2 separate regions of the Mus musculus genome follow, and region 1 is linked to region 2. Evidence: chromatin contacts called from public Hi-C data. All regions are on one chromosome and are shown on one strand. The core of a region is the stretch at or near the end of the contact, and the rest is flanking DNA. Distances in the headings are between cores, read along the strand shown.

Region 1 (5,317 bases), core at 341-2,840, 390 kb before region 2:
AACACTTCTGGTCTTCAGCTTGGTGGGTAAGGAATCCCCAGTCTGTAGTAGAATGAGAGAGGTCAGTGTCCCTGCAGACCCTCACGGCTCTGGTGGCCTCACCTAGCCAGCAGCCAGGCACTCCTAGGGCCTGGGCAGGGTGTAGGTTGCTGGTAAGAGGATTGTCCTATGAGAGAGGGTGGAAAGAACTCTCAAAGGGCTAAGTCTCCTGCCGGGCGGGTGTCAGCATCTAGTGAGCACACGGTCCTGGTCCTCCCGGCATCTCCTTCCCTCTAGCTCTCTGTCCACATAGAGAATGCCAGCCAGCATTTTGGGGTCTGTTTGAAGGGATCTGCTTCCATCGCATTGTGGCTTCTCCTTCGCTTCTGGTTTAGCCTTTTTGTTCTTACCTGAAAGGATAATGCAAACAAGGCTCTCTCTTCCCTACCATCTCCCTTTGGGTTTTATCATTCTGTATTGCCATCAGGAACTGATGAGTGTTCCTGGTTTTCCACAGCCTCACCAGCAGCTGCAGCATCTGGTGCCAGCCCCAGAACTGTGGCCAGCATGATGTGTATAAAATGGAGTCTCAGACCAGATTTTAAAAAAATTGAAGTGTGTGTGTCAGTGTGAGAGGGAGGGAGGGAGAGATGACAGACAGGACAGACAGACACCAGATAGACATGTATGTGCATGTACCGGAGCACAGGTGTGGAGGTCAGGGGATAACTTTTGGGAGTTACTCTTTGCCATCCAGGTCAGTAGACAGGAGAATGGTAGATTGTGTCTTGAGGGTTGGCCCTCCAGGACACCATCCTGCCTCAGCACTTTGCAGACAGTGGCCCACAGCTGTCGTCACCTCCTGTTGCTCACAGGAAGGGAAGAGCTGTCTTGGGGTAGGTGGAGGTTACTAGATCCATCCCTTTGTTATAGATTTGGACCTTTTCACTCTTGGTGTGAAAAAGTGAGAACATTTTCAGTGTCTTTCCTTTCTAATTTACCTTACACAGAGATCCTCGAGTGTCTAGCGTGAGTTCGGTTGAAAATGTCTTTTAGTTTAGTCAGTTGCAAACCAAATGACTTAGTGGTCCTGGACTGTTTTTTTTTTTTCTTTGACTGTTGCAGCAGGGTTTCTCTGTGTAACAGCCCTGGCTGTCCTGGAACTCTCTCTGTTGGCCTCCTTCCTCTATTTCCAGACTGCTGGGATTAAAGGCCTGTGCCACCAGGCATGGCTCCCAACTTTTTGTTTTATTTTGCTGTTTTTGAGATCGAACTCAAGCTTTCTTGCCTGCTCTGCCTCTGACACCCCTCCCCCATAGCCCATTTTTTTATTTGTTCACAATAGCCAGCTTAGTCATGTAGTTGACGCAAAACAACAGTCTGTATTGTGTTTCTTTTTTACTACAGAGAAAATTGTGTGTGTGTGTACTTAATATTGTCCAAATGTTGTTACATATAAATTCTGATATTACCCATTGTGAAACTTGACCTGTTATAAAGTACTGGGCTCCTATAACAAAAATTGATCATTTCTGTTGGCTCATAGAGATTATCTCTGCCTCTGTCCGGGCGAGAGTGCAGGCTAAGGGCAGCAAATGACCTAGCACAGAGGAGCTCAGTCTGGAGGCCTGCCTGGCCGGTTTGAACCTCCTGCCCAGGCCAGCCGAGGAGGGCCTTTCCTAGGAGCTAGTCGGGGGAGGGGTGCCATCCTTCCCGCTGCAGACACTGTCTGGACAGCCTGAATGAGACTTCCCACAGCCTGCTTCTCACCCTCTAGGCTACCAAGGGAAAGGACTCAGTGCCCGGGGCCAAGGATGGGAAGAGCCTTCTGAGCGGGCCGGTCCCCGGGGAAGCCAGCTGGACACATCAGCGACAACGGCGTCTGCAGGACCACGGCAAGGAGAGGAGGGAGCTGCTCTCTACGTCCTCCTCCCAGGTATAGGGTGCCTGGGCAGCGAGGGATCCGTTGGGGGTCCCTCTGAGTTCTGCTCTTAGGCAGGGCCTGCTCTGGCCTGGTTGGTTGGTATCACACTGTGGTTTTGGTGTTCTGTTTGGCCTGCTCTTCTGATAGTATTTTCTCAAGTGGGACCAGAAGGATCTCTGTAAGATGAGTTCTGAGGACCCCCACATACCAGACTTTCCCATGGGTGAGCTGTATGCGGCATCACGGCATGGGGCCCGTGACTTGATCTAGGTCTGACCCAGCATCCCTTTCCTGTGCTTCCCATGGTGGCCCTGCTGTGTGGCTGCTGTGCTGACAGCCATGTGCTTGCTCACTAAGATGATGTAGCCATACCTTCCCTGTTGGGAGCCCTGGAGACAGAGGGACTTGCTGTGGGGACGGCAGATGGCATCCGCTTTTCCTGATGGTGTCAGCTGTTCCTACCAAAAGCCCGAGGGACTTACTGGCTCACTCCCTGGGACACACTCTCCTGGGTGTGTCCTCTTGTCCACAACTGTGCCCTTATGCTAGTAGCTTAGTGGTGGCGAGCACACACTGTGGTCTTTTGAAAGATTCCAGCTGCTTCTAGAGTCTTGTCACAGCCCCGTCGCCCCCTTGGTGTTGCTGTCCTGAGGTATAACTGGAAGGCTATCAGGTGGCCCATGCACTATAGGTCTTGGGTGGGTCTGGATGAGCAGTGAGGGAGCGTAGTGAAGGACACTGGTTGCCACAGGAAGGCAGATGCTGGACTGCCCCTGAGAGCCCTGAGGCCTCTCTTCCTGCCTTCACACTAGCCTCAGTTTCCTTGGTCCACGCATCAGGAACATATCCTGGTTGGCATGGGTGCACTGTCACGGCCAGGCTTCACTTGACAGCTCTGTCTTCACACCTTTCTGTGTTTTCACCTTTGCCAGCCGGCACTCTTAGGGAAGGTGTTTAGCATCTGCCTCAGTCTAGTTCCCACACATGTAAGTGGGGTGGTAGAGACATCATCTGGAAGTGAGTTAAAGGTAAGCTATAGCCACTCAGCACAGTCAGCTCCCATTAAACGCTGTTCCCTACCTGTGCTGGGTAGATTTATGTCAACTGCATAAGCTATAGCCATCAGAAGGAGGGAGCCTTAATTAAGAAAATGCATCCATAGTATTGGGCTTATAGGCAAGCCTGTAGGACTTATTTTAAGTTAGTGATTGATGGGGAGGGCCCAGCCCAGTGTGGGTGTGGTCATCCCTGGGCTGGTGGTCCTGGGTTCTATAAGAATGCAGGTTGAGCAAGCCATGAGGAGTAAGCCAGTAAGCAGTGCCCCTCTGTGGCCTCTGCATCAGCTCCTGCCTCCAGGTTCCTGCCTTGTTTGAGTTCGTGGTGTTTCATCACAGCAATAGTAACCCTAAGACACTTGTACTAGGATAGTCGGGTATCACAGTGACAGACCTGATCATGTTGTTTTGGGGAGGATTGTGGAACAGCTTTGTAACTTTGGGTTAGAAGATCCATTGGGTCTTCAAAGCGTGGTCAGCTATTCTGTGAGAGCTCAGAAGGAATGGCTGTTGAGAGGAATGCAGACAGCGGAGGCCTGGCTTGGCTTGAAGTTTCAGAGGGAAATTTGAAAGCCACGTAAAGGCTATCAGGGCCATCGCATGTTTGCTATTTGTGGTTCTGGACCGCTGGGGCTGAAGAGTCACTTGTGACTTATGAGAGACCAGCACCACTGAAGTGAAACCTGTGTTTTCCTGGGACAATTGATGCTGGTCAGCTGGAGCTGAGAAACTAGCTGTGATTAAGAAGAGACCAGCATCACTGAGGTGAGATCTTCTGGGAAGGGTTTCCTGAGAGTCAGCACACAGAAGCTGTGTTGCAGAGGCAGACAAGATTGTACTTGTCTGGCAGCTGAACCTTGGTAACTGTACTGGGTTTGAAGGCATGAAAGGGTCGTGGAGAACAACTGAGGTTTGGTACTGTGAGAAGCCATTGCTGAAGGCACAGCCTCAGTAGCGGTTGAAGGCCCAGAGTCGAAGGGATCATGTAGAGAAGTTGAACTTGGCACCATGAAGAGAGCTGGGGAGAAGCCATTTGTAGTAGGAGACCCCAGCATTTTGGAGGTGCCAGTACCATGGATGGTGACCACCAGGACCAGCAACAGTGATGGAGTGGAGGCTGCCCATGCTTAGGAGACAAGCTGAGTGTGCTGCAGAGGGGGGAGCCAGAGGAGACCCTGGAGGAGCCCAGAAGATCCCAAGTGAATCCCGGATGCTGAACCTGGCGTTTTACACTGTTGGATTCGGATTTGCTTTCTTCAGACTGTGGTGCCTGTGCCCTGGTTCTTGCCTTTTGAAGTAAGAAAGTCCTTGCTTTTAATGTTATAGGAACTCAGTTGAGACACTTTAAGCTTTGGTTTTGGTTTTGGTTTTGGTTTTTCGAGACAGGGTTTCTCTGTGTAGCCCTGGGTGTCCTGGAACTCACTCTGTAGACCAGGCTGGCCTTGAACTCAGAAATCCACCTGCCTCTGCCTCCCAAGTGCTGGGATTAAAGGCATGCGCCACCACACCCTGCATTAAACCTTTTTTTTTTTTTTTTTTTAAAAAGGGAATTTGGAGTTTTACAGGACTTTAGATTAGAGAGACTAGATATTTTTAAAGAGTCAACTTTTAAAGTGTTTGAATTTGTAAGGCTATGGGACTTTTTAAGTTTATGAAATGTTTTATATTGTGCTGTCTTATTTGTATGATCTTGGGGATGAACAAAAAGGGAAGGGTATGGTTTATCAGCGACGTGCTTGTCAGGCTGACAATGGCTCAGTTTTGCTGGTTAGTTTTGTGACAACTTGACACAGGCTACCCTCATTTGAGAGGAGGGAACCTTGATTGAGAAAATGCCTATATGATATTGGGCTGTAGGCAAGCCCTTAGGGCAGTGGTTCTCAACCTTCCTAATCCTGCAACTCTTTAAGATAGCTCTTCATGTTGCACTGACCCCCAACCATAAAATTATTTTCTTGCTTCTTCGTGAATGCATTTTTGCTACTGTTACGAAGCACAATATTGTAAATATCTAATATGTGACCCCTGTGGGGGTTGAGACCCACAAGTTGAGCACCACTGCTGCAGGGCATTTTTCTTAGTGATTGGTACGGAAGGGCCCAGCCTATTATGAATGTTACTATCCCTGGGATGGTGGTGCTAGATTCTATAAGTAAACAGTCTGAGTAAATTATAAGGAGCAAGCCAGTAAACAGCACTCTGCCTACCATGGCCTCTGTCAGCCTCTGCCTCCAGGTCCTTGCCCTGCTTGACTTTCTGTCCTGATTTACATCAATTAAATAAATAAAGCCTTTCCTTTCCACCTTGCTTTGGCCGTGGTGTTTCATCAGAGCAACAGCAAGCCTGGCGCAGACATTAC
Region 2 (5,571 bases), core at 1,936-4,435:
CAGCTATTGTTATATTTTTTAGTGTGTGTGTGCACATGTGTGTGCACATGTGTGTGCACGTGTGTGTGCACATGTGCCACAGCATGCATGTGGAAGAGAACAGAACTTTGGGGGGCTGGTTCTCTCTGCCAGCCATGCCACCCCCAGACTTAGCAGTAAGCGCCTTTCCTGCCAGAGCTATCTCACCAGCCTGAGTGTATAAGCTATACCCAATTAATAAAGGTTAAGGCTTTCTATCTCCGTTATCTACCGAGGACTGGGTTCACGACAAAAGAGAAAGAACCCAGCTGCCTTCGTCTGCCCACTTCATACAATAAAGCACATTTCAGGACTGAACTCAACACAAAGCTGTATGTATCAAGTGTTTCCTCCTGGCAATTATTTTTACATTTTAGAAAATTGTAGCATTCTGTTCCTCTCTTTAAAATCTATGGTGTCACTGGTTATTCTTAAAATGTCCTATAACCCACTATCAGCATTGTTTTTAAAATTAATTTTCTTAAACTGTTCCAAATTTGTACCTTCAGGCCAACTTTTCTGTCCCATCAGTCTCAGGGAACTTCTCTTTTCTGCTGGTAGAGATGCTTCAGGCTTACCTTGTCCCCGTCTGTTTCAGATCTGGAACCATTACCCTAAATACTCCCAGTTGTGTGTAAAAGGACTTAGGAACGAAGATCAAAGGGCCTCAGATATGCTAAGGATTAGTGGGTTATGGATGCCTGGCCCTTTCAGAGGATCCAAGTTGGCAGGGCTGGTGGCAACAGGGAATATACACATTAAAATATATACCCATGTCCAAACAAATGCCTCCAGTTCAAAACAGTAGCAAAGGGGCCATCTTTGCCGCCTTCTGTCTCATGTCTCTCTTCTTCCATGATGTCATGAGATTTATAATATTGGTAAATTTATTCACCTTCAGTACTAAAAAGTCATTGCAGGGATGGTAATCTCTACAATGCCATCTGGGAGGTAATCACAATGTTCCACACAAATCACACACAGCAAGCTAAGAGGCGTCGCTGCAACATTATCTCTGAACACATTTCATGTTGAAGGGACTCATGTGGTCCTCTAGAAACCACACCTAACAGGCCAAAAGGCCTCTCGACAGCAGTCAGAAATAATACAGACCATCCACAGGTCCAAGCCTGAGTTACAATACCTTGGCAGAGCTGCTTTTGGGTTCTATGGAGCAACCAGGAAGGAACGGACACCAGCAACTTTCACTTTACCTGAGAAGGCCAAGCTCTTTGTCTTGTTTGGATTGAACATGGTCAGTGGGGATGGAGGCAAGAAATGAGGAGCATGGCGGTGGCTGTAAGTGGTCATGGTAGCAATGTGACCACCATGGGAGAACCCTTTATGCTACACTAAAGTTCTTTGTTATAAAAAGATTTTCAGTGTACTGGCAATTTACAATAAACAGTTAGCCCTAACTCAGATAAGAGATTAGGTTGTGGTTTTACTGTGTGTACACAGCAGTGCTGCTGCTCTCTCGTCTGCTTTTAAAACTTTGTCAAGGTAGGAACTTGGGAGATAGCACAAGCGATGAGTCCGACCACAGAACCCATGAAGGAAGGAAGGAAGGAGGAGGGAGGAGGGAGGAGAAGAAGAAAGTGGAGGAGGAGGAGCAGCAGCAGCTGGGTATGGAGGCACACATTTGTTATCCCAGTCCTGGGGAGGTGAGGGACTGGGCAGCCAACCTCGAATGCTTCTTAAGCTCCAAACCATCGAGAGGTCCTTCCTGAAGACGGACACACAGACACACAGAAACTTGTCCAAGTAACATAACACGTTGGGTTCAACTTAACCGTTCTAAGATCTTAAAGACTAAAGAGCTACCCCACCTTGCCTTCTTTATTTCTGTTACTATGTTTACTGCCTACAAAGAGAGGCTAATTTAGTTCATGGTCCTGGAGGCTAGATGGGCCAAAAGCTAGGAGCTGGTGTGGACCTAGATGGTGACAGCAGAGCAGACATGCCAAACTGGAGCCACAACAACACTTCAGGCCTCTCTTAAGATAAAGCATTAATGCCACCATCAGGCCCCACCCCCATGACTTCATTTAATCCTAATTACCTAATGGCCCCACCTCCAAAAAGCATCAACACGGGAAATTGGGGGTTAAGTTTCATTCAACCACAACACTCCTGGATAAATACAACTATCAGTTATAGAATCACTTCAGTTCAACCTTTAATTCTGTCAAATAACTTGCCATTAAAAATTGGATCATTAAACTCGTCTTATTTTTTTATGTTCCATATTTGCCTTGGATTCAGTGGCCACAACTAGATCTCCTGGGAGACAAGGCAGTTTATTGCAACAAATGCACTAAAGGAGCCCAAAATTTGTATCAAGCCAATCACACAAAAGATAAAATCAGAAAATATGACCAGGACCTGCCGTGTTGAGGAAATGGCGGGGTGGTTCTGAGAGAAGGGAACCCTTTTTCCTATGGGGAGCTGAACTTTATGAAGATTATGTGTCGCCACAGACTAAAAATGGCTAAAACTGACAGCGTGGATGAGAAGTCTTCTGTCTTTGGAAGGCTGCTTTCCTTGAGTTCATTTCGTCAACGTCAGGAAGGGACTGAGAAAATACAGACCTATTTTCAGTATATACAGTACCAAGTGCCCATGGGGAAGGTGGCTGCTTGATCTGAAACCTCTGCTAGAATAAACAAATGGCCGACAGGAAGGAAGACCCTGCACTTCAACAAGAGAGGGCAAGGGCCTAAGATGAGAAACAGCTGGCTGATTGGAGGCAAGAATCGCCTTGGGAATAGATCACGATGGTTTTCTTGCACACCAGAAAGCATCCTATCGGAGGGGGCGTCGTCATCTCAATGGCAACATTACTCTCAGTGCTAAAACATTCAATTTCTGGATGGAACGGAACTCTTTTGAAAAGACACGTCTGTAGTGTCGTGGGATGCTCCACTCAGCTGACACAGCGAAGGTGCTGCTGGCTTGGCTTCTGCCTCGTCTTAGCACACTGAACAGAGCAGAGGAGACCTGTCAAGCTGGCCCCAGGGAACCCACAGTGACTTACTCCAGGGACATTTATAGCGAGGCTGTCGTCCTTTGCTTTAGAAGAAAAAAACTGCTCATGTCTGTCCCAGTTTCAGAGAGAGGCCGAGATTAGGATGCAGGTCAGACCCACTTCCAGAAATCCCAGATCCGTGTTACCAAGGCAAAGAGAACTGCTTCACTGGCTGGTCGGGAGGCTGGAGCGCTGCAGCTGTTAACAGTTGGTTTATGTAAGTTTCCCTCCATAAATATTCCTTCTGCTCACAAATATTTCGGTCAAATCGCAAAACCCAGTAAATATCAGAAAGCACTGGCAAAATCGCCTAGAGACGTCTCTAAGATTCCAAATGCTTTCTTTCTTTGTTTATCTCTGTAGCCATCTTTTCTGCCAGTCCCTAAAGATGCTGAATCAAAAACCAAAACCAGCCAGGCATGGTGGCGCATGCCTTTAATCCCAGCACTCAAGAGGCAGAGGCAGGTGGATTTCAGAGTTCAAGGCCAGCCTGGTCTACAAAGTGAGTTCCAGGACAGCCAGGGCTATACAGAGAAACCCTGTCTCAAAAAACCAGATTTAAAAAAAAAAACCAAGCTGGATACCAAGCCGCAGCAATGATTTAGAACTGGTTTCCACCAAAGGCCCGTTTTATTATAAAATGGATACAAGTAAATTAACCCACTCCTGGAAAAAAGCATGAAAAGATGGTAACATCTATCGTAAGTACTATGTCTGCAAAATGTGTGCATGACTGTCACTGGAATATCGAGGACTTGCTTTCAGGGAGGCAACAGCCTAAAGAAACGGCAGCTGTCACACAGCACCTGAACACACTTCACTTCTGCTCACAGCCCACCTAAACTAGGATGTGGACTGTAATCTTTTGTACCTAGCCGAGGAACAGCAGATATACAGCAGACGCTCTCACAGGCTGTCAGCCTGCTCAGGTGAATAAAATCACACGCACCACGGTCAACTTCCCCCAGCCAGCCTTCACTTCAGGGGTGGGTTGTGCTCAACTAATGTAACCTTAGGAGTGCTACAGGAGACGGCGGCCAGGACAAGCTCAGAGGCCCGTCTGAAATTCATCACACACTCGAGGCACCTTGCGCGTGTTGTATGCAGTCACAAAGCTTTATTTTAAACTGTGAAGTCCCCAAAGATTAAAGTTCAAAAGTTAAAAATGAAACAGAAGGATATAAACTGCTACCACTGTGCATACCCTGGTCCTTCTAACTGGCTGAAGTTGGTTTCTACTGACGGCAGACAGGATGGCACTGGGCTAGACATCAAAGGGCCTTGTGCTACTGTGGCGCTCAGATGCCTTCCCTCGGACCCGCCTGTGACTCTGCCATTCGATGCGCCTCTGATCTAAACTGCCCAAGTGCTACCTAGTAGTCTTCTCGAGAAGTATTATTGAATAAAACGGTGACCTGCTCACTGGAATAGCACCTGTCAGTGGTGACTCTGCAATGACTTGTTAAGGATAAACAATTTCATCTCCACTTGTTACTCTCCTGTCTCCAAAACACAAAACCACCCTGGTCAAATCCCCCCGCTGGCTACTACTTTGCAAAGTTAATTCAAACGGGAGGAGCAGAAAAGTTCATTCAGGCTTCAGACAAAGCTCTTCAGCATTCGAAGGTCACGTCTGGGCCACGATAAATTACCTAGTTACCTACACAAACTCTACCACACAGCCTAGACTTAGGGAGAGGGGGCCCGTCGGAGGAGGGGGAGAAGCCCGCTCGGAACACACTGCATGCCACCCCAAACTCGTTCCTGGCCACACTTTATTGTTTGCCTTGTTTCACTTTCCCTTGATCATCCACTTTCTTAATGGCTGCCTGGATGGCCTCCTGGTTGCCCAGGAACTGGTGAGGCCCAACGGCACGCAGGTTCTCATCCAACTCCAGCAGAATCGGAACTCCAGTGGGCAGAGTGATGTTGATAATATCCTCGTCTGAGATACCTGTCGCACAGGAGAGAAGAAACAAGGTGTTAGACAAACTTGGCAGGATGGTCTGTTTAACTGTCGGACTACACATTGAACTTGTCCCATATCAACCGTGGGCCCAAAACCATGAGGGGCCACACCTATCGTTCCAGACACAGACACATAACAGACGAGGGAGACTAGACAGAGTGCTAGGTCTTGGAATTGAACGTTCCTTCTGAGGCGACCTGTTCCTGGCTGTTTCTTATCCAAACCGAAGAAAAGAAAACAGACAACTGTCTTCTGAATGCTAGTCTTAAGATGAGGGTTTTTCATTAAGCACTGAATCTAACTAATTCACTTGATTAGAATGTGGTTAATTTTCCAATACTTAATGGGTTTGAGAGGAAGCACAGCTCAGGGGACTCAGGAAAAAACTTTCCAGGATGCCTATAAACAAGGCCTCTTTCTCCTACTGCCCTTAACATCGCCAGAGGAAGGTGTGTGTGGGGAGGGAAAGAAGGTCACATTTAAAACTTTTTAATATAAGATAATTACAGATAATCCATCTTTGACTACAGGAATAGGGATGGCAGTAGTGGCTGTG

The links. A called contact is a pair of places that touch in the nucleus more often than the background predicts.
Region 1: a contact with region 2 is called in a Hi-C map of cortical glia, with 2.5 times the contacts expected there. The contact joins two enhancer-like sites. A contact is called at or near these places in 2 of 15 datasets of contacts at CTCF or cohesin (both in the NIH/3T3 cell line), 28 of 484 Hi-C or Micro-C datasets (the 3T3-L1 cell line, 3T3-L1-derived adipocytes, the AML12 cell line and 22 more), 11 of 115 datasets of contacts at active chromatin or transcription factors (the NIH/3T3 cell line, bone marrow-derived macrophages, cardiomyocytes and 8 more) and 1 of 9 other capture datasets (adipose tissue).

Annotation. Positions count from the first base shown.
Region 1 is chr6:34,892,779-34,898,095 of GRCm38.p6, reverse strand. It overlaps Wdr91 (WD repeat domain 91), which reads left to right. Exons shown (of 15, transcript NM_001013366.1): 7 at 1,757-1,915. Among named protein-coding and RNA genes, the nearest start is that of Wdr91, 15 kb to the left of the region's middle. Within about 2 kb of position 1,590, at least 30 of the 459 cell types and tissues checked have an H3K27ac peak or open chromatin away from gene starts, as enhancers often do. A contact at or near this core is called in cortical glia, where this site is marked.
Region 2 is chr6:34,503,700-34,509,270 of GRCm38.p6, reverse strand. It overlaps Bpgm (2,3-bisphosphoglycerate mutase), which reads right to left. Exons shown (of 3, transcript NM_007563.5): 3 at 4,135-5,000. The coding sequence ends at 4,822. Among named protein-coding and RNA genes, the nearest start is that of Gm52898, 5.3 kb to the left of the region's middle. Within about 2 kb of position 3,185, at least 26 of the 459 cell types and tissues checked have an H3K27ac peak or open chromatin away from gene starts, as enhancers often do. A contact at or near this core is called in cortical glia, where this site is marked.